Regions from separate parts of the Sus scrofa genome. Here all the other regions are linked to region 3. Evidence: chromatin contacts called from public Hi-C and HiChIP or PLAC-seq data. All regions are on one chromosome and are shown on one strand. Each heading gives the region's core, a stretch centred on a gene start, on an enhancer-like site or on the middle of the called end of the contact. The rest is flanking DNA. Distances are from core to core; before and after follow the strand shown.

Evidence for each region. Hi-C and Micro-C count contacts between places; a contact is called where the count stands out from the background. HiChIP or PLAC-seq counts read pairs in DNA pulled down with a chosen protein or histone mark.
Region 1: a contact with region 3 is called in an H3K27ac HiChIP or PLAC-seq map of alveolar macrophages. The contact joins the promoter of MKKS here to the promoter of JAG1 in region 3. A contact is called at or near these places in 1 of 5 promoter capture datasets (liver), 6 of 47 Hi-C or Micro-C datasets (heart right ventricle, liver, psoas muscle and 1 more) and 1 of 2 datasets of contacts at active chromatin or transcription factors (alveolar macrophages).
Region 2: a Hi-C map of embryonic fibroblasts shows a contact between it and region 3, with 3 times the contacts expected there. The contact joins the enhancer-like site here to the promoter of JAG1 in region 3. A contact is called at or near these places in 6 of 47 Hi-C or Micro-C datasets (alveolar macrophages, embryonic fibroblasts, fibroblasts and 3 more) and 1 of 2 datasets of contacts at active chromatin or transcription factors (skeletal muscle).
Region 4: a Hi-C map of subcutaneous adipose tissue shows a contact between it and region 3, with 1.7 times the contacts expected there. The contact joins the enhancer-like site here to the promoter of JAG1 in region 3. A contact is called at or near these places in 1 of 5 promoter capture datasets (liver), 5 of 47 Hi-C or Micro-C datasets (alveolar macrophages, fetal heart ventricle, heart right ventricle and 2 more) and 1 of 2 datasets of contacts at active chromatin or transcription factors (skeletal muscle).

Annotation. Positions count from the first base shown.
Region 1 is chr17:19,359,420-19,364,936 of Sscrofa11.1, reverse strand. MKKS (McKusick-Kaufman/Bardet-Biedl syndromes putative chaperonin) reads left to right here and starts at 1,930. Exons shown (of 6, transcript XM_001928784.6): 1 at 1,930-2,453. SLX4IP (protein SLX4IP) reads right to left here and starts at 1,210. Exons shown (of 12, transcript XM_021078052.1): 1 at 1,071-1,210.
Region 2 is chr17:20,065,226-20,071,021 of Sscrofa11.1, reverse strand. All of the region lies in intron 2 of LOC106506610 (a long non-coding RNA gene), which reads right to left. LOC106506612 (a long non-coding RNA gene) reads left to right here. Exons shown (of 3, transcript XR_002339933.1): 3 at 2,543-4,259. Among named protein-coding and RNA genes, the nearest start is that of TRNAC-ACA, 96 kb to the left of the region's middle. Within about 2 kb of position 2,686, at least 1 of the 83 cell types and tissues checked has an H3K27ac peak or open chromatin away from gene starts, as enhancers often do. A contact at or near this core is called in embryonic fibroblasts, where this site is marked.
Region 3 is chr17:19,625,904-19,631,783 of Sscrofa11.1, reverse strand. JAG1 (protein jagged-1) reads left to right here and starts at 2,125. Exons shown (of 26, transcript XM_005672699.3): 1 at 2,125-2,721; 2 at 3,133-3,438. The coding sequence starts at 2,641.
Region 4 is chr17:20,137,280-20,142,667 of Sscrofa11.1, reverse strand. All of the region lies in intron 7 of LOC106506610 (a long non-coding RNA gene), which reads right to left. The region is part of intron 2 of LOC110257380 (a long non-coding RNA gene); the gene reads left to right. Among named protein-coding and RNA genes, the nearest start is that of TRNAC-ACA, 24 kb to the left of the region's middle. Within about 2 kb of position 3,282, at least 10 of the 83 cell types and tissues checked have an H3K27ac peak or open chromatin away from gene starts, as enhancers often do.

The DNA of each region.
Region 1 (5,517 bases), core at 681-3,180, 270 kb after region 3:
GGAACTTTAAGCTGCAAATTTTTTTTTTTTAAAGACCACACCTGTGCCATATGGAAGCTCCCAGGCCAGGGGCTGAATAGGGGCTGCAGCTGCCAGCCTACACCACAGCAACACCAGATCTGAGCGGCTTCTGCAGCCTACACTGCAGGCCATGGCAACACCAGATCCTTTAACCCACTGAGAGAGGCTAAGGATCCCGCATCCTCCTGGATACCAGTTGAGGTCTTAATCTATTGAGCCACAACAGGAACTCCCGAGGTGCACTTCTTAAGGAAGATTCTGACTCAGTGGGCCTTGGGATGGAGTAAGACTGTGTTGCTAACAAGCTCCCAGGTGATGCTGATGTGGTTGATAGACCACACTTGGAGCAAAAGGCCTTAAGTAATTTGAATATTGGTTGTAAAATTAGCCAGTTGGCCTACAAATATAGTTATGTCTAGAATCCAAGAAATAAGTATCGACACCATTTATTTCTAGTCCAGGAAATAAAGGGGCAGGGGAGCAGAAAGAGCAAGCAAATATTTGTTTGTACAGTGTAGCGGTTCTAAGAACCATAGAATACTTTTACTTGCCCTGAGTAACTGTCAAAGAGATATAATGAGATAAAAGATCCCATTTTGTTTGTTTGTTTGAATTTACCGCATAATCTTTATGACCTAGTACACACTAGGTACTCAACAAATGTACTGAATGAATCAATGAGAAGTATACACAAACACCATCTGAATTGTTTGTCACAACCCCAAAAAAATGTCTGGGAAGGGTAATCTATTTGTACACATAGATGTTGAAACAAACACCTGGCCCATTCGTTGTACTTCATTTTATTCCTCAAAAAAAGTAATTTTCCAGACCAACACTTTCACTGTAAAGCCCAGGCTTCCCGAACCCTTAGGTTTAACAACTTTTTAGCTCTTCAAAGACAGTGGAGAGAGGTGGAAGCATAGGGAGAAGGATTCAGAAAAGGTTCAATAATCAAAGGGAAAACACCAAAGGGGGAGAGGAGATGGGCAAACAGTTTAGTTCAAGTGAAGGAACATCTTAGGTGGTCAGGATTTCCAAGTTCTTACCTATGATGGTGACAGGGTTTGGGTTCGGGCTTTTATTTGTTTTGTTACTCTCCAGGGTCACTGATGAAGTAGTACCTGGCTGTGCAAACTCAGACTGAAACAGCAGCAGGCTCTCAAGCCAATCTTTAGAAGCTTGGGGATTCGTGCTTCCGCCTTACTTTCCGCTTCCCAGAGACTGCCTGCGCGCGCAGAGGAAAACAGCCGCCGCCCAAACACAAGATGAGCTGGGTAGCCTCACGATGGGCTTGAAGCCACAACCAGGATCTAAGATGGCGACGAAACACTAAGCGAGGCCCCAGAGAGCGCGAGAGATCTGCCCAAAAGAAAAATGGCCTCCGCTCAGGACCTCACGGCTTTCAATACAGCCCAAAACAAGAATGGCGGCAAAGGACGTCTATTTAGAGGCTGAGAACGACATGAACACGATTGACCGGTGAAGAATTACAGTACCCACATTGCTAGACGGCTGGGGTGATCGAGGAAAAAATAAAGTGAACATTTCTGTAGTTCAGAGTGCTTCTTGACACTGGAAAATTACTAGCACAAGGATGGGACTATTCCCCCGAAACTTCGATAGAGAAAAGCAGGGAAAACACAGGTTGGAAAGTAAAGGTGGCTTTCACAATGCCGGATAAATTTTTAAATCGCCATAAACAAAATTTATTCAACAATCCTTTTGAATGGGACAGGAGAATACAAGTTTTGTCCTCGATCTAAAAAGCAAGATGGGAGATAGCGCGGAAATTATCTAACTGCTGAAGGGCACAGAATTAGAACGCTCCCGACTTCCCCGTAAAGCCCCCAGAAAGAGGACTAAGGGCAGAAGCTGCTAAATTGAGCGCCACGGGCTCGCTCTGCGCATGACTACTCTGCAACCCCATCCAGAGAAGAGGTCACTGTCAATTCCTTTTCTCCTGGTTTTCCAGGCAGCCACAAAGGAAGGCGGGGAATTGGCGAGGAACGACAGAATTCGGCGCTTTGGAATTGGTCAAATCGGGGAAGCCTCGGAGCCGCGGAGAACTGTTGATCACGTTTTCATAAAAAGAACCTCTTAAGCGCGCGCCTTATGGAAGATGCTGTGCTTTAAGTCCATTCGATCTGTTATTTAAGTTTTTCAGTTTCAACTATTTGCTGAGATTGACAGTAAGCTCCGCACCCTTTCCCTTCTGGTCCGGCCCACCGCGTTCTGGGCTGGGAGTGTCACTAAAACCCGGAAGAGCATAATATAAGCGGAGCCGGCGCCACCCGCAGAATTGCGCATGCTCCATCTCTAAGCGCGGGGCACCAGTTGCCTGGACAGGCGGCGGCGGGTGAGTGGGTCTCGGTGTCTGGGTCCTGCTGGTAGTGGCGGCGGCCGGAGGCGGCGCAGCGGTCGGTGCGCAGGTGAGAACGCTGGATCCGCCGGTGAAAATGCCAGCTCTCTACCTGGCCGAAGAAAGGGATGGGGGGCATTTGGGTGGCTCCTCCCTGCTCAGAAAGGTCACTGGTGTCACTGAAGGATAGTTGGGAGCGGGGGCAAGGAGTAGGCTGGCTCCGTAGAAAGCCAAAATTTTACCTTTAAAACAGCTATGGGCAGTGATGATTTGCTGCAGGAAGGAATATGAATCGCGAGGAGGTGTTCCAGTGGTTGGGTAGAGTTGCCGGTGTAGACCCTCTCCGTCTCCCATCTGTGCGACCACACTGTAAAGTAGACGGAAAAATGTCCCAGTGAAAGCACCGATTGCACTTGCGCTGCCTCACCTGTGTCTGGGAGGTGAGAGCCGCCCTCTGACGTGGAAGTAGATGTTTGACCTTTACACAGCGTGGTAGTACCAACTCTGAAAGCAGAAGGAGGACTCGGGGCTTTGGACGTTCTGGGGATGGAAATCTTTTTGAGGTGGAGACCCTCTGAGGTCATATGCATCCTCCTCCCAAATTGTATCTTCCCCAAATCCTGTTGCTGTTTCAGAGGCTACAGAGCCTCTATTCTGGCGGTTTCATTCATTTGTAAATGAACACCATCACTTTATATTCGTATTTGTCACACTGTGCTGAGTTAGCAGATATAGCAGTGACCAAAATAGACATGGTCCCTGCCCACATGGAGCTTATAGTCAATGATGGGCGGGAAAACGATAAATGTCCACATTGATAAGTGAACAAGAGGTTTCCAGATTGTGCGGGATTGAGTTCCCTGAGAAGCAGACCCTAAGGAGTTGTGGGCAGGACGTTTATTAGGGATGACTTTTTGGATCTTGCTAAGGAAGAAAAGCAGGATTGGGTATATAGGAAAAGATGAGCTCCAGGGTGATCCCAAGGATGGCCTCCACCAGGCGCACAAAAACTCTGGGCCTGGATTGACCCTTAAAGTCAGCCCAGGAGTTCCTGCTGTAGCTAATGGGATGGTCTGTTTCTCTGGAGCACTGGAACGCAGGTTCAATCCCCACTCCAGCACAGTGGGTTACGGATCCTGTGTTGCTGCAGCTGCAGCATAGGACACAACTGCGGCTCTGATGATCTCTGGCCCAGGAACTCCATATGCTTCAGGTTGGCCAAAAAAAAAATGAAAGAAAGTCACAGTCAGCCCATGTTGGAAGGAAGGGCTGGACCTTTATACTCCTGCACTGATCAGTCATTAGATACCCATTGCTCTGGGAAGAAGGCGTGACTTTGACCCTTTTCAGCCAGTCAATCCTGAAGGGGGTTAACGTCTGTCTCAGTATTCCCAGGAGCTTTAGTCCCACAGGAATCTCCAGAAGGGCCTATATTTATATATGATTTATATTAAAGAGAAATACATAAGAATCCTCATGTAGCCCCATGCTACAGACTGGTGAAATCAAGTCAGGAAAGAAGTACTGTGCTTAAAATTGTTAAGTTGTGGAGGTTAGAATTTGGAGCCCATCATTACTCAAAGCTTCATCACACTAGGAGTCATATTTAATCTCTTGGTAACTTTAACTTTATTAACTATTATCAGAAAAACAGATAGGGGATAATCACCCTGTCTTTGCTGTTTTGCTCTGCCCTTGAGTTTTCCAGTTTCCTTCGTGATTAGCTTTCCTGGCCCTCAGTTTAGGAGCCTGTTGTCTTTTTTTTTTTTTTTTTTTTTGGCTTTTTTGGGTGATACCCATGGCAAATGGAGGTTCCCAGGCCCAGAGCTGTAGCTGCTGGCCTACACCACAGCCACAGCAACGCAGGATCCCAGCTGCCTCTGCAACCTATACCACAGCTCACGGCAACACCAGATCCTTAACCCACTGAGCAAGGCCAGGGATCAAACCCAAATCCTCATTGATCTTAGTCGGGTTTGTTAACCACTGAGCCACAAAGGGAACTCCCCCTGTTATCTTTTTTTTATAACATCCTGGAATCTGATTACAGATCTGCTGGCCTCTAATCAGAATAGCTCCGAAGACCTCAGAACCTCTTTCTTGAGAATCTGAGTGTTTTTATTCAAATATCAACTAACTGGAACTGCCTATAGTTTATGGACCCACTTCCCTTAGTCATTCCAGACCTATCCTGGTCTTTTTACGCTCAGATTTGACTCTAGTAATGTTTTTTACTTTTGAGGTAATCAGAATAAAAAGAATAGCTAACAGTCACTGAGTCCAGCCTACGTAGCAGGCACTGTGTTAATTGACAACAGCCTTGTGTCAAAAATAAAATGGGTTAGATCAAAACTGTAACCCCTGTAGGGTATAGCTATTAGTGATAAGGGTAAACACTCTAAAGTACAGTGGTTCTGCACACAGATGTGGAAATGGCATTAATTCCTAGAGTCCAAGTCACGGTTCTTTTGCTAGAATTGGAAGCCATGCAGAAATCCATCTTGGATGAAACAACATCACTACATCCTGTCAGAATGCAGAGTCTGAATTCTTTTGCATGTTTAAGGACTGTGGTTTGGTTCTTCTGTTAAAGTTGTTACAAAGGGAGTTCTGGTTGTGGCTCCATGGTAACAAACCCAACTGTAGTATCCACGAGGACTCAGGTTTGATCCCTGACCTTGCTTAGTAGGGTAAGGATCCAACGTTGCCATGAGCTGTAGTGTAAGTTGCAGACTGGGCTCCGATCCTGTGTTGCTGTGGCTGTGGTGTAGGCTGGCAGCTGCATCTCCAATTCGACCCCTAGACTGGGAACTTTCATATGCTGAAGGTGTGGCCCTAAAAAAAGAAATAGTGATGAAGTATAATTTTTAAAGGAAAACCTAACTTCATTGTGGTTCAGAGAAAGTATATATAAAGAAAATAATATTGATGCATGAGCATTTCCAAAGATTCAAATGGCTTTCCCAGCAAGTAATGTTGCTTCTTACAGTTGCTTTAGAAGTTTCCCTAGTCTGATTTCTTATTCTCTGTTTAAGTCAACAACATAGCTCTTTTTGTTAATTGACATTGCAATGTAAGGGAGTTCCCTTCATGGCTCAGCAGTTAAGGAACCTGACTAGCATCCATGAGGATAC
Region 2 (5,796 bases), core at 1,437-3,936, 440 kb before region 3:
GAATTAAGACTTCAGTTTTCGATTTAGCTCCAGGCAAAAGTGGATTAAGTAGTTTTGGCCCATCTCTGCTTTCCCAAAAACAACAGGAAGAGCTGAAGAAAATGGTTTCAAATCTACTTAAAGGCACTGGAGGGCTTCTGAGGTAGTGAAAATTTGGAGGGTACACAATCCACAAAACAGAGGAAAATCCGGAGACATGATCCGGCTATTTGGTTTCCATGTTTCCCCTCAAGGCTTTTGCTCATTTTGAAAGTGGAAGAAGAGAAGCTGAAAGGCTCATCAGAGATTTTGCTAGGTTTGCATTGTTAGAAGGACAGAAACTGGAGTACACTGCACACCAAGGAAGAAGATCCTTGGTAAACACTCAGTCTTTGGTTGGTACCTTGAAGACCACACATAAGGAAGAAAGGTGAACTGGAAGTAGCCCAAACCTCATGGAGGCTGAACCCATATTTAAATCATCTTAATTCCCAAAGGGATTAAAGTGATATAGGATTGTCAGTGACCAATTTCGCTGTCTACCAGAAACAAAGAGAAATCCTCTCTGGAGAAAGATAGAAATCAGCCAGAGCTCCAAAACACCTCTAAAATTTATGAAATACAATATCTTATATTAAAAAATCTTTAACTAGTATACCAAAGAGGGCATAAAAAATGATGAAAAAGTGAGAGGAAATAGATAATAGAAACAGACCCTCAAGATGTCTTGAATATGAAGATACCGAATATGAAATTAAGTATTAGTGAAATATTCAAGAAATTTTTTAAGATAGGAAGAAGTTTGTAATAAAACAAATTGTTTTTAAGATAAAATGAAAAGTACAGAACTTTAAAAATGCAATAACAAATATTAAGAACACAGTGAATGATTTTTAAAAACATTTGTAAAAAGTTGAGGAGTGAATGAATGAAACTGAACAGAGATCAGGAAGAAATACACACACTAACATTTGAAAGGAAATATTAATGAAAAGTACAGGAAAGAATGTAAAAATCATATGGGAGATATTGAAAGTTTCTAACAAACATACAGGTATTTGGAATCCCAAGAGGAAAAGAGAGAGAGAATGTGACCGAACAATATTTGAAAGATAATAGTTAGGAGTTTTTCCTAAGTGACAAAAGACATCAAGCCATAAATTTAAAAGGCACACAATACTATTAAACAAATTTTAAAAAAGACAATTCATCAATACTAAAATATAAAGTTCATTTAACATCTGAAAGATCAATATATAATTATTTTGATTTTTTGAAATAATTATATATTTTTATATAATTTTATATATAAAAATTTATATATAAATTATTTACCACATTAATGGAAAAAAGGAGAAAGAAAACATTTCAATAGATGTAGAAATAGCATTTGATATAAGTGGCAGAAGTTTGTAATAAAAAGTCTTAATTAATAAATACACCAAAAAATTAGAAAGTAGAGAGCAGACATGCAATATAATTAGCAAACCTGACCTCAGGCTATTAGACCATTGCTCCTGCAAACTTCAGAAATTGCATCTTTCTCAAATATTTATGGACATTTCCAAAGTCATAATATTTTGTGCTATAGAGAAAATCTCACTGAATTTCAAAATCCTTGAAATAATATAAAGGATGTACTCTAAACACAGTGGAACTAAGCTAGAGACCATAAAAAAAGATAAACAGAAAATCTCTATTTTGAAATTAAATAGAACAAAACATCTCTAAATAACCCAGAGGGTCAAAAAGAAAACATGAAAATTAGAAAATATTTTGAACTAAATGAAAATATGACATATCAGAACTTATAAAATATAACTAAAATTGTGCTTATAAAGGGACATGTATAGCATTAAAAATGTATATATTAGAAAAGAAGAATAGCTAGAAGTCAATCATCTAAGTGTCCCTGTCAAGAAGTTAGAAAAATGAACAACATAGTGAATACAAAGGAAATAGAAAAGGGAAGTAATTAGCATAAAAATAGAAACTGATTAAAACAATTGACATACAAAGCTAAATGGTGACTCTTCAAAAAGAATAATAAAATATCCTCCTGGTGATACTGATGGAGAGAGAGAGAGCACCCGAAAGGGTCAGAGAGAGGGAAGGAAAAAGAGGCAAAGAATTACATTTGAACAACAAATAGTTAACATCAGTAATGAAAAGGAATCACTAAAGATCCTAAGACATTTAAAAAAAAAAAAAAAAAAAACAGGCTATGACAACTTCATGCCAGTAAATTTTAAAATTAAGGGGAAGTGAATACCTGTCCAGAGGTATACCACTCATCAAAATGTGCACAAGGAAAAACAGAAAATAAGTTTGTAAATGAATTTTTTTAGGCTTATAAGAATTTGGCCTAACTTTCTGTGAAGCATGATGTTTCCGGTCTCCTGATTACCTCTCTACAGGATCCAAGAATCTCCTATGGACCACAAATCTGATTTCACCTAGATCTTCCACTTGTTCTTTTAGGAAAAACTGCATAACTGTGAGTAGGAAAATTTATTGTTGGTTTTTCTTTGTTCCCTCAAAGTTGCCTCTTCTTTCATCATAGGTGAAAAGACTTCAACCTCATGGCTCTTAAGACTCATGAAGAGAACTAACTGCCAGATTCATTAGCAAATACCGAGATTGGGTTCCTAGAACATTCCAGGGGACCTCACTCAACTCTCAAAACATGGGATGGACCTATGTTTGCCAAAAATTCAGAGTCATCATTCTGAATTCATTCATTCTGAAGTCATCAGAATGGCCTTCACAAATAACCTCAGAAGTTAATTATTATTTGGAAACCAATATAACTGTTATAACTCCCAGAATTCCAGTCAGTTCAGAGCTATAGTTATACCCTAACATCTGACAAAGTGTCTGGCACATAGTAGGCCCTCATTAATTTCCTGATGAATGAATGTCACATACAAGTGAGCGGGAAATGTAAATAAGAAATTTGAGGACAGCTCATAATCAAATACTGAAGATCCAAAATGAAGTAATGCTTCAACTTGTAATATCATTGCATTGTTTATCAAGTTTTGAACAAAATACAACTAGTCATATTTTCATTGCCGGGGTAAATAAGTCTGTTGCCCCATAAAGAACTAACTTGTCTTCAAGCTCATATTCTACCAATTCATGAGATTCAGATTAGTATAGTTTAACTTAAACTGCTACATATAATCAATTGAGCTCAAAATTCTTTCACAACCCACTTTTCCAGACCTGAGAACATATTTCAGACTTGAAGATTGACTGTCATCATTTCTTCCTCTACCCAAACTAATAAGCCAATCCTTTCCATAGTAACAGAAAAAAGGAATGGGAAGGAGTAAAATAGTCCATAAAAGTTAGCACAATTAGATAGATATGTAGACACAAATACAACTGGCAGTAGGATGATTAGTATAAATTTCAATACCACAACTTTTGGAGGAATGGCACAACTTTATTGCAGCCTTACCACTTGTGAACGATGTAGTCACTGCTGGTCTGTGGCAGTGAATGCGCTTCATAGCACCCAAACACCATCAAAGGTTCTTTATTTACCTTACATCTGCCAATAACCCATGTTCTCGAATTTTCTGTGTAAAAGAGCTCCATGTGGGTCAGATTTAATTTCTTGCAGAAATACGATATGTCACTTCCAATAAAAGCAACAAGGAAAGAGAGATTCACACACTAACTTATCAAGGATGGCAGCTCATGCTGGTGTTTGGAATAGTTTGGAGGTATTGTTTTGTTTACTGAGCCATCAAGTTCAAAGGAAGGTGCACAAGCCTGATTAGAATGGCCTTCCCAGAACTGTTTTCCAAATAGAAAACATATGCCCCTGTGGGGAAAGCTCTTCATTCCCAGATCCAAGTGATTATGAAAACAGCTTGACTCTGGGGAAGGAGAATCTAGAATAATATCTTTCTTTAACATAGTACTGTCCCGAGGAAAGTCTAGGGCAAACTTCTGATGGCCAAAGTAAAAGGCACACCAAGAGTGACTACAGGCTTTTACTTAATGTAGATAGACACCAAGAGGAGACTTAGACACTGTTATGTTCAATCCTCTGTAGATTCCTCCAGCACAGGTTAATGGACACCTCAGAAGATCACCTGATTAGACCTGAAACCACATAGCAAATCCATGGCCAAGTTAGAGCCCTTGTGCTGGTCTCTCTCTCTCTCTTTTTTTTTTTTTTAAGTGTATTGATTTACAATGTTGTTAGTTTCAGGTGTACAGCAAAGTGATTCAAATATATTTACAATTCTTTTTTTTTTTCAGATTGTTTTCCCTTATAGGTTATTGCAAGATGGTGAATATGGTTCCCTGTGCTACATAGCAGGTCCTTCTTTGTCTATTTTATATTTAGCAGTGTGTATCTGTTAATCCTACACCCCTAATTTGTCCCTCCCCATCCTTCTCTTTTGGTAACCAAAAGATTATATTCTATGTCTGTGAGTCTGTTTCTGTTTATAAATATGTTTATTTGTATCATTTTTTAGGTTCCACAAATCAATGATATCATATTTGTCCTTCTCTGTCTGACTTATTTCACTTAGTATGATAATCTCTAGTCCATCTAAATTGCTATAAATGATATTATTCATTCTTTTTTATGGCTGAGTAATATTGCATTTTATGGCTGAGTAATATATATATATATAATAATCATATATATATCACAGATTATTTATCAATTTATCTGTTGATGAGGTTGCTTCTATATCTTGGCTATCGTAAATAGTGCTGCTATGAACTTTGGGGTTCATGGATCTTTTCTAACTAGAATTTTTGTGTTTTCTGGGTATATGACCCAGAGTAAGATTGCTGGATCATATGGTAACTCTATTTTTAGTTTTTTTAAGGAACTTCCATACTGTTCTCCATAATGGCTGCTGGTCTCTTGATTTATAATTCAGCCTTCAGTATTATATCATGCTAGCATCAGAATACATTTTAAAAACTTCATGTAGATAAAAAATTAGGGGAAAATTAACACTTGATATGATGATAGGGCTGAAAAGATATAGAGATAAGTCATTTAATACAGAGGAAATCCTACATATAGGTTAAATTAACATTTTTTCTTTTCTTCATATCAGATTCCAGTACCAGTAAGATGAACTCTCTCTTATTTTGCAGTAAAACATTTTCATTCTTTTCCATTTAAACATGTGGGAAGTAGTATTCAAAATTAACTGAATTATTTTATTCTGGCTAAATGCATTGTCATCTTATATAAATATGTATTGTAAAAAGCCAAACAAATACAAATAAAGTAATTATGGTAAAATAGCTATTCAATGAGCTCTTTTCTATATGTAATCAACTTACATAAATGTAATAAAGTTACTTTTGTCTATAAAATGTGACTTTTTTGAATGAGAAACAATGATCTGAAGTTGTCTAAATGCTCCAGTTCTGAAAGGAATGAGCTGTCCATAGCAGTTTTAGACATCCGAAAAGCAAGTCCATTGTTTATACCCCATTCTTTTGTGGTATGTACATTCTGATTCAATTTCATTTAAAAGGCTGCACCCCTAAATTGTAACAGTATTATTATGTGTATATAAATCCACAGAAAAAAATGTTGGAGTATTCTGTCAATTATTAACAGAAGTTATCACTGGTATTTTTGTTAAATATTTTTGTAACGCTTTAATTGTTGGCAATGAACATTAAGTATTACATTTGTGCTTGGAAAAAATAAATAAACATGCATTTACAACCCATCCTTTTGTAAGACACCTTCATGCCTTGAGGAATCTGTAACTCTTTCTAAATTTGTAAGTCCATATAATCTGATGATAAACATCTGAA
Region 3 (5,880 bases), core at 876-3,375:
TCTGTTTGGGTTAATCAGATAGAATCCACTCCCTTAGAAATCTATGTTCTCTTGTTATTAAGTGGGCTAAATTCACCTGTGGCTTGGAGCCGACCTTGGCTTACATGCTCACCATATCCCTACCTGGAACACCTCTCAGGTAGCCCTCTCAAATTAAGTCAGGTGGCTGGATCTAAACTCTTCAGCTAACGACCTGGATTCTTCCTGAGGGGTGTGAGACAAACAGATCACAGGGCGCAGAATTGAAATAGGTTACAACAGGTGGAATTCTAAGGAGTGTGTATTTTAAGGCCTCAACAGCCATCATAATTTTTTTTTCTAGAACCAGCATTTGCTTTTAAACCATTATTTAGCACCCCATTCTGGGAAAACTGGGGGTGGTAGGAGAGATTGGTTTGAGAGTTGGTGAGAGAAGTCTAGGTGAAATTATATTTGACAACTGGATGCCTAGTACTCAAGAAAATGGGGGGAGGGACCGGGACTGGGGTCAGTTAAGAGGAAACACCCAGATTGTCTGTTTATGGCAGCTGCAGACTTATCCTGCTCTTGGATATGTCCCTTCCCAAATATGGACTAATTCTTTCACCAATGATCAAGATGGGATACATTGAGAAGGTGCCTTTCTTAGGAGCATTTCTTGCATCCTTAAAATGCCAAGATTCCTAAGCCATCCTTGGTGACTTTGAACCAAGGCAACACAGAGGTCAGTTAGCTGCCTTATTTTATTCCCTGGTGGGATGAGATCTAGTACTGAAAATACTGCCCATATTGACCCACCCATGAAATGTAGTAAGTAAATAACCACCCTTTTATTCTCTAACTCAGCATGTTGGAAAATACTTTCCCTTGACCCCTGCAGCCCATCATGCTTCACATCCAGCCATCATCCAGCCCCTGAAGAATCACTTTTTTTCGGCAGGACGTAGCCAACAGAGGGGCCAAAACTTTGTCCACCTTTCAGTGGAAATTAACCTTTTTTTCTCTAAAGAGATTCCCTCAAACACAGCAGTAGGTCCGCCTAGAGGGCTTGGTGGAGGCGTCGGCCAACCTGCAGGTTTCCCTTTGACCTTGGTTATGACCGAGAGTGTCGCTGTTAATTGCGAGGCTCGCCTCAAGGTAGAAAATAGCATCAGTTTCCACTGCCACCCCAGAGAAGCTAAGTTCTGCTGCCAGGCTCTGGCAGTGAGACAGTCCCTTCCAAGCTCTCTGGCCACCCAGAGCTGCTCGGAGGCCGCCTACAGGTGCAATTCAGGCACTGCGGCCTGGGCGGCGGGACCGGGAGGGTGCGAGCCCTAGCCCATCAGCATCTCTGCCTGGGCAGGACCCCCGCGTGCCCGCTGCCCTCTGGCCTCGTCTGGCTTCCCCTCCTCTGCCCCGGCGCGGTTTGGAAAGGAAGCTGGGAGCCCTCTGAGGCTCCGCAGACTCGGATTTGGGAGGGGGTGGGGCGCGGCCGAGGCTTCCCCTCGAATCTGCGGCCAGCTCGGCTCCGGGAAAGTTTTTCAAAGTTCCCAGCAGCGCCTGCCCAGGTCGCCTCTGCCCGGCAAGCAGACGGCGGCCAGCGCGCCAGCCTCGCCGCCGCCGCTTCTGCCGCCAGCTGCGCGCTCTGGGCGGCTTGCTCACTCGCTCGCGGGAAGCGGGCCGGGCTCCCGGAGGGCAGGCCCTCCTACAGGGGCGAAAGCCGCGGCTGACGCAGGCAGCACGGAAGGCGGAAGCCGCCCCGCTCCGATCGCTCAGGCAGTGCCGAGGCGCCTACACCTGGGGCTCCGACAGGAGGCCAGAGGCGCTCGGCGCGAGGTGCCCAAGGGGGCGGTCCGCGCAGGGGGCCCTGGGCGTCAAACTGGCCCCGCGCGTCCCTGAGCAACGGAGCCTTCATGTTCCTTCCAGCCTCCTGCCCTTCTTCCCGCCTGGACCCAAACACCCGAGGGCAGGGGTCTACGCTGGGCCCTCAGACGTCTACGTGGCCCTGCGCGTCTCCCACCCTCAACCCCTTCTAAGTTCTTTCCAGTACTCCCCCTCCCCATCCTTTGGGAGGGAAGGGGCGTGTCGCTGGTGGTCACGCCCCTCATGAATATTAATAAGCACGCATGCGCCTGTCCTGCGCGCTGGGTAGAGGTGGCCAGCCCCAGCCGCGGCTCCCAGACGGGCTCTCTGAGTCCCTCTCCGAGAGCCGGGCGGGCACGCGTCATTGTGTTACCTGCGGCCGGGCCGCGAGCTGGGCTCGGGTTTTTATTTTTTTATTTTTTTTCCTTCCTCCCCTCCCTCCCTCCTTTCTGAGCAGCTGATCTGAAAGGGAATAAAAGGCTGCGCATAATCATAATAATAAAAGAAGGGGAGCGCGAGAGAAGGAAAGAAAGCCGGGAGGTGGAAGAGGAGGGGGAGCGCCTCAAAGAAGCGATCAGAATAATAAAAGGAGGCCGGGCTCTTTGCCTTCTGGAACGGGCCGCTCTTGAAAGGGCTTTTGAAAAGTGGTGTTGTTTTCCAGTCGTGCATGCTCCAATCGGCGGAGTATATTAGAGCCCGGACGCGGCGGCCGCAGGGGCAGCGGCGACGGCAGCACCGGCGGCAACACCAGCGGCAGCACCAGCGCGAGCAGCAGCGGCGGCGGCGGCGTCCCGAGTGCCCGCGGCGCGCGGTGCAGCGATGCGGTCCCCACGGACGCGCGGCCGGCCCGGGCGCCCCCTGAGCCTCCTGCTCGCCTTGCTCTGCGCCCTGCGAGCCAAGGTAGGAGTCTACCCGGCCCCCCTCCCAGCCCGCCCTCTCGTTTCCCTCGCGGCGCCTGGACGCCTGCGATTGAGCGCCTGTAGCAGCCTCGGGAGCCCCAGGGCTCCTGCTCCTGCCTGGGCCCCTACGCCCGAGAGGCTGCACCTGGGCTGTAGGAGCCCCTGGGCTCCTAAATGTACCCCCAGGCTGGGCAGGGCTTGCTTGCTCCCCGGGAACAGTCGTGTCGGATTTCTCCCACACTCCAGCCTCCTAAGCCCGGGAATCACGTTAAGCCCTTGCACCCAGTTTTGCAAAATTATCTTCACTTGGCGCCAAGGGCTCGTCGGGGCGGGCGGGGAAGGAGTCTCCACTTCCACCCTCGAAGAAAACAACTTTCCCCTGTGCTGACCTCCCTCCCTCCCCTGCCGGCAGGTGTGCTGGGCCTCCGGTCAGTTCGAGTTGGAGATCCTGTCCATGCAGAACGTGAATGGGGAGCTGCAGAACGGGAACTGCTGCGGCGGCGCCCGGAACCCAGGGGACCGCAAGTGCTCCCGCGACGAGTGTGACACGTACTTCAAAGTGTGCCTCAAGGAGTACCAGTGGCGCGTTACGGCCGGGGGGCCCTGCAGCTTCGGCTCGGGGTCCACGCCTGTCATCGGGGGCAACAACTTCAACCTCAAGGCCAGTCGCGGCAACGAACGCAACCGCATCGTGCTGCCTTTCAGTTTCGCCTGGCCGGTGAGTGACTGCCGGGCCGGCCTGGGGTCCGCACCCGCGAGCGGAACCCTGATTTCTCTTGAGAGAGGAGAGGGATTTACAGCGCCTTGGCTGGAAACTCGGCATTAACCCAGGACGTCTTTGGGGTGGGGTGTTAGGGAGCTGAGACTGTGTAGCTAGATCTCAGCAGGCCCCAGTCCCAGTCCTTTTTGCTAAGAGCACACAAGTGAGACCCCAGAGGGGATTGTGGGGCGAGGCTCCCAGGAAGGCCGGTTGAAACTTGCAACTTGAAGGCCCCAGAGTAGCCGCCCGAGCCAGGAGGTCATTATAGATGATCTTTGCTCAACCAATTAAACCTGATGCGCAGTGGAAGGCGGCTCTGCACAATTCTGGCCTTCGAACGCCGTCCAAATTGGCACCTTCCCGTTTCCCGTGAGCAGCCGAGAAGGCGGGTGTGTCCTTCCTGGAGGGTGTGGGGAGCCCGCTTCCCGCTGCTCCCCGGGAGATTTCGGTGCGTGCGGGGGCGCGCTCTGGGCCGGGTGTAAGGCCTGGGTCCACCGCCGCCTCGGGGTGGGGGTGTCCCGGCTTTTGCCGGAGCCCTGGGCCAGGGAGCCTCCGCCCCCTGCCGGTCCCTTCCTGCCCTCGCCCCCGCGCGGTGTAGCCCTTGTGGCCTCACTTCCAGCGGTTCCCGGGCTCGGGAACAGCTGTGTTTGCAAACTTCCCCGGGAAGGGCGGGGGTACGCCCTCGTCCGGCGGGCGCGCGGGCCCTTGCGAGCGTTCGGGGGCGTGCGGAGGCCTGGAAGGGGCGGCCGTTGGAGGCAGCCCCCGCCGGTGCAAGTGCAAAGGACCCCCACCCCGCTAGCCGCTCCAGGCAGTGGCCCTGGCAACATCTCGAAATGGGTGGAAAGATGAGCGCGATTACAGAAGGGGAGGAAAGGGGAAAATGTTGGTGCCCTCTGCCCCGCTCCTGCTGTCCAGGAGGCGTGATACGGTGCCAGGACTGGAGCTTGGCCCGGCCTGTGCTGGGCGGGTGGGTGGTGAGAGGGGGAGCTCGGGGCCCGGGGGAATTACTCGCCGCCACGTGCTCTGATGGGGCGCACTCTGCTGCCTCCTATCGCGGGCTCGGGTTGGGATCGCAACTCTGGGAAGGGAGGGGAGAAAGTCAGCCTTGGAGCGTGTGAGAAGATGGGATGGCTCTCCAGGCCCGCGTTTACTGGAGCTGGCGTTATAAAGTGCCCTCTGCCTGGGTGAGATAAGACAGTTATCAGAAACATGCCATTAAAGGAGACTTATAAAAACCTGTGGTTTGTGGAATTCTTTCAGGATGAAGGACTGAGTCTGTTGTGGGATCTCATTTTTACGAAGAGAGTTTATCTTGTTTGTTAATCCCCTATTAGGGAGAACTTTAAAGAGGCTGGCCACTTTTTAATCTGGCTGGGGCCAAGTTACTGTGACGACCGACCGCCGCCCTTGCCCTTGACAGTGTGTTTGGAGTTTTCCTGGGAAGGGGCCTGCAGGTGGTTCCACCCTCCCAAGGAGGATCGGTCTGGAGCCCCTCGCTTTTCACAAGACCATAAAAGGAATCTTATTACTGATGTGGAAAAGCTGCAGGGCTGGCTGAGGTTCATTTTGAAGAGTAGGGTCAGAGAAAGGGCTGGTTTGAACACAGGGAGCCTTGCTCCCCAGGCTGGCTCGGGAAAGTGACCCAGAAGGTGTGTCTGTCCCCTTTTGACACTTGGCAGAGAGCCCTAGACGGGAAGAGCGGAAGCGGCGTGTGAGGGCAGAGACGATTGATTTGCTGGTGCTCTTCTGTGGTTTCTGGCCCCACGGGTCACCAACCATGAAAAAGACTCTCGGCTTTTCTAGAAGGGGGCAGGGGGGAGACCGCTGGGGCTGCACGGAGAGTGAGGTTCTTTTGAAACTGAGCCAAATGCCCATGTCCCTCATAAACAAGTCCCCACCCCACTGCCCCAAAACGGCCTGGGCCTGCTGTGCAACGTGAGCTTCCTGTCTCAAGAGGGAGAGTGAAGTGGAGGTGTCCTGTTATTTTCCTCAGTGAGGTTGGAGAAACACCCTGGTCTGTAACTTTCAAGAATGATTCCAGGGCGAGTGTTAAGTGAAAGCTCTTAAGGAGAACGGATAAGTCATTGAAGTAGATAGCACAGCTTCATCTAGTTTGGCAATTAAATATTAATAAGCATGTCTATTTAAAGCTGATTTGTTGAAGAGGTGACAGCTGAACTTGGTATAGAATTCAAGATCGAACAAGGAGGATATAGGGGTTTTTGTTTTAAGTCAAACCACCTTGAACTTCCCGGCACCCAAGTTTCTAACCCTTAGGCAGTCCATGTGGGTCCTTCCCGAGTTTGCTGACAGTGGCAGAGCTGTGGTTCAGGGTACACAGAAGATCAATCTAGAAGGTGGGATAATTCGTGTCATTTGCTTGGAATTATGACCCCAATA
Region 4 (5,388 bases), core at 2,033-4,532, 510 kb before region 3:
GTGTGTACGTGATGGTGATGCTTTGTCTCTTTTACAATTTTTCTCTACAAAATTATATTTCCTTGTTCCCTTGTCCTAATCATGCTGTGAAAATAGCCCTGCAGGAAGACCTGCCCCTCCCCGACTACTGCAGCCTCCCTTCCTCCCCTTCCCTGTCTCATACATGACGTTTTCTGTGCAGTTCCAGCCCTTGGTCACGCTCTAACCTTGACAGTATTGACGTCAAGAATTGAGGGAATATACTGTGCCAGACTCAGGCAGGCGGGCTTTGGCTGCCAGCTCTTCCTCTAGAAGCTGGCCTCTTTCTGACTCAAGCATTCTTCCCCATCCTGGCCTTGTTCCTCCTTGCCAACTAGCCTTTCCCTCAGCTCACATATCATGTGAATCTTTATCAAGCTTGTGATGTTCTTGTCACCTGTATGGTCATCATCCATATCAAGGGTTCTGCCACCCAGGAAAAGTCAAGACCCAGCAGCCTTGCCCCTTTCTACAAACATCAGAGGACCATTTTGTTGCATATAGATGAGCCAAGGTTTGCCGTGATTTTTCTTCACCATAAGCACATTCCATTGAGGCCCTGGTTGGGCAGAGAATGAGTGGAAAGTCACTGTAGGCGCCCTCTCATCCAAAATTACCACCAGCAATGGCCCTATCACCCAGGAACATGCCCGAGCCCAAATAGGAGATGTATAGAAACTTTGATAGCCAAGTCTTGCACCATCCTTTGAAATTAGAACCTGGTACAACAAAGGACCAAAGCTCTAAGATTTAGGAAAATTTGTGAAAAAGCAGACTTGTTACTTCCAGATTTGGGGCAGAGGGTAGGTGGACTTGGTCAGGGAGAAAAAGGATGTTCTTCCAATTGCTCTAACATGTATGGTTTTCTACAACCTTGCATGATTATTTCTATCTCTTTCATCTTCATGAAGAATTCAAGATGATTATAAGTGACTGCGGGAAGGGCAATATTATTATCATACTTCCTTTTTTTTCCCCCTTCAAAGCCCAGGGCAATCCCAGCTGTACAAACTTGTGAAACCATAGAATGTCAGATCTGATAGTTTCCTTACAGTGCATCAAATTCAAGCCCCTACTTGACAAATGAGAAAAATCCAGCCCAGAGAAAATAAATGACTGTGCCAAGGTCACAGATTTCCTTATGGCAGTACAGATGTGAGAATCTGGCTCTCTAGATTCCAATCCCAACGGGTGCTTATTATAAGCCTGATACTAAAGGGTGAAGCATGTGAAGGGTTGCAGGCCCTGCAGTGTTGTCTCCTTCCCATGGTGACCACAGATGAATATAGCACTTTCCTGGGTAAACCGTCATGATTCTTTATGTCTCCATGTCGGTCCTTGAAGTGGATAATCAGGAAGGTAATGTCTTTGTTTCTCTCCTCCCACTTAAATATGCTCTAGAAAAATTAAATTCACCCAACATTACTTCAGACATCTCCTTTTCAGAGAAGACTTGTCTGATGATCCTTTATGAAGCAGTGTGTTCCTTCCCCCCCCCTTTTCCCCCATACACTCTGTAATTGGCTTCTGCTGCTGATTTTTTTTCTCCACAGCACTAAGTACCACCTGATGTGTCACAGATTTGTTTATTTTTTGCTTGTGTTTCTTTCTGTCAGATGTCAGAAGGAATCCAAAATTAAAAAAAAAAAAATGCTTGTAAAGAATAGAGAGAACTTCCCTGCTAATGCCAAGGTTGTCTGGTGTTGATTTAAAATCCCCTAGAAAAACAAAGCGTTCTGGTGGTAAGTGGTAGGTATGGGGGAAGAAAGAATTAAGGTAAAGCAAAAGGGGGAGGGGGGCATACAAATGTTGAAAAAGAAGCCACAGACCTTCCATTCATTCTCTGCCCAACCAGGGCCTTGATGGAATGTGCTTATAGTGAAGAAAAATCAGCAATCTGGGTGAGAAATGAGACCTGGAAACACGATGTTAGGCAGAAAGCAACTGACATCAGCTATTTATTGCTGTAATAATGCTGCGTAACAATCCACCCCCAAACTTGGGCTCAAAACTCTAAGTTTCATTGAGGTTGGGCTTGCATGGGCCCATTCACATTTCTGGAGGTCAGTGAGCTGCTGACTGGCTTAAGGTGGCCTCAGTTAGGACAAATGGATGGCCTGGCTCTGGGCCAGTCTCACTCTCCAGCAAGGTGTTCAAGCATGTTGTCTTAGTGGTGACAGAGGAGCATTGAGTGAGTGAGAGGAAGCACACAGGGCATCTCGGGGCTTAGAACAAGCACTGCATAACCTCCACTGTTGGTCCAGGCAAGTCACAGGGACAAATTTAAGGGATAAGGAAATAGACCCCATTTCCTGATGGGAGGGATTTCATAGGGGGAGGCTAGATGGAGGGGTAAAGACTTGAAGTCATACCTGCAATTTGCCATAGCAACTCTGGAAGTCTCATGGCACAGAAGTAGAGCACCTCTGGCTCTCCACAAAGGTGCATCTCTTTGAAAGTTATGCTCCCCACAGGGCCTGGATCTTTGGGAAATTACCACATATATGGATACAATGATGTATATCCATATATATATATGGATATATATATGGGATTATAAATATAGATGTTTATATATATATATATATATAATCAGTTGCCTTTTTAAATATGATCTTGTCAACCGCTCATTCGAATGTACTCTTCAAAGACAATAAGTGAGGCAGGCTTCAAGCCCAGGAGAAGGTATTCTAAGGAAAATGTCACTTGAGTCTGTTTTGTCAGCATCACAGGAAGACAGGAGGGACCATGGTACACATGGGGGAAGAACACGTCAACATCACGCTACCTACATCATTTGCTATTCCCTGTTGCTTACTCTCCCTAACCTTCAACAACTAAAACAGCCGGTTTATTCATCAAAGGGATTGTGACTTTCTTGACCCAGAATCCCAGACATCCTCTCAAAATGTTGGGGAGCAGACCCAGTCATTCTTCCTCTCTCACGTCAATGAAGCAGTTCTGGCACCAGGACACACCCGGTGGCCCTTGGCTGTCCCTTGTCCTCCTTATAATCAGGCACCAAACCTAAGTGGTCCCCACCATCCAGCCACCAGCATCCTCTAGAAGCCTACCAGCCCATCATTTTTTAAAGATGGAAAAAACCTCCTGGAGGTACCTCTGTTTCCTCTCTGCAAGCTGATTATTTTAGGTGAAAAATAGAATACACACACACACAATAAAAGCCAAAGGCTTGCTCATATTCTCCGACTCTAAAGGGGAATTCCAATGGCACGGAGAACGCCCTGTCCCTTCCTCCCACCTTCTCCACCCAGCAGAGGAGGCGGAACCAGCCTTGGGGAGGAAATCGTTTTCCTGTTCCACTGTCTGTAAGCACATTTTTCCAGATCAGTCCTGACTTTTCAATTTCAGAAAGCCTCCACGTCCAAATGAGGCCCCAAGTTGGACCAGCCTCTCGACGTACTTCCTACTTCTCGTTGGTGAAATGTTTATCAGCCTGAAGGGAAATGGCAAAGGTACAGGGCAGCAGAGAGACCTGATACAGAGAGATTGGCTCCTGGCAGCTTGGAGGTGGGGGTAGGGGCGAGCACAGTTATTTTCCATGTGCTCTTATCAGCAGGAAATCTAACTACCTTTAATGCAGCAGGAGATATGGGCCAGTCTCTTGAATCCAACTTTGGGGAGCCCTTCAGATAACTGTCACTCACCTCCCAGACTCATTAATCAGTAACAAGCTGATGCACCCCAGTGAGGAGAACATGAAGAGGGGGCCCGCAAAGACATGTTGAGTAAATCACACTTGCGAGCTGGCACCACACTAGAGAAACTCCAGGCCAAATGGAAGCTAATGTGCCAAGTTAAATCCCAGCACTGTGACTGTGTGTGTCTGTATATGAGAGAGAGAGAAAGAGAGAGGGAGAATGGAGGGCTCAGGAAATAACACACACGGCTCTGAGATCAAAAACTTGAAACATTAACCCTCAAGTCTCTCCCATGCATTCCCATCTCCAGTGAGAATATATTACCTTGTCTCCTGTCTGGGGGAAATAGAGTGAAAAGGTTGGGGAGACACAAAAAAAGATAAAGCTATAGGGCTCTGGGCTCCTGACTTCCTTAGAGACCAAGGTAGATTGTGAAAGACTTAATTTTCCCCCTTTAACTTTTATGAAGCCCGACTCAGCTGTAATGTTTCTCAAATGCCAGCCAGTTTCCAGCCAGGATTTTCCAAGTGCATCTAATTGCCCACTTTATCACCAGCCCTATCAGGTAAATGGTGTTCCACGTCCGCTGGGCCTGGTGAAGGTTGACACTGGGACTTGTCAGGCAATGGATCACAGAGCCAGAGAGGGGGCCCCTTGCACCACATTCCTGCATGAGGGTGACAGTAAATTATGACATCTGCCAGGAAGATCGGAACACGGCTGTGCTACCGGATGCACCTAAGCGGCACAACCAGGAAGGCTTTTAGGATGTGATTGGAGATGTGTCTGAGAGCTCTTAAAGGGACAAAGAGCCTCTTTCCCCAGCCACAGTGGGACAGAGCAGAACACAGAACATTGGGTTTTTTCTTTGATGATGGATAAAGACCTATTTTTATGTTTGGGTCAATAATAATGCTACTTGGCAATTAAATCCGTAGTTTAATTTGTGCTCCTAATCACCCTCTTAGGAGCCTCAAAGCTGCTCAAAGGAACGGCTGTTATCATGCCCAGACTTTGTAAAGGAACTAAGATGGAGCCTGGCTAGGGGATTTGGCATGGCCTTAAACCTGGGTCTCCAGACCCCTCAAAACATGCATTCTTCACTTTACCAAGCTCTTCTCCATCTTCTTCTCCAAAAGTGTCTTGTTCATTGTAGCTTTGGGACTATGGGTTGTCATTTTGTAAACGCATGGCTTTTCATCTAAATCTCTACAGAACGGACACTGAAACTTTGTATCAAAAAAAAAAAAAAAAAAAAGGCAATACAAAATGAAACACCAAAACCCAAAGGGAAGAAGAATCCTCTTGCTAATCCAACTTGATTTGTTTTTAAAGGAAATGATGGGGAAAATAAATAAATAAAATAAGAAAGAGGAAAAAATGCTCAACATCGCTGATTATAAGAGAAATGCAAATCAAAACTACCATGAGATACCACCTCACACCAGTCAGAATGGCCATCATTAATAAATCCACAAATAACAAGTGCTGGAGGGGCTGTGGAGAAAAGGGAACCCTCCTGCACTGCTGGTGGGAATGTAAACTGGTACAGCCACTATGGAGAACAGTTTGGAGATACCTTAGAAATCTATACATAGAACTTCCATATGACCCTGCAATACCACTCTTGGGCATCTATCCAGACAAAGCTCTACTTAAAAGAGACACATGCACCCGCATGTTCATTGCAGCACTATTCACAATAGCC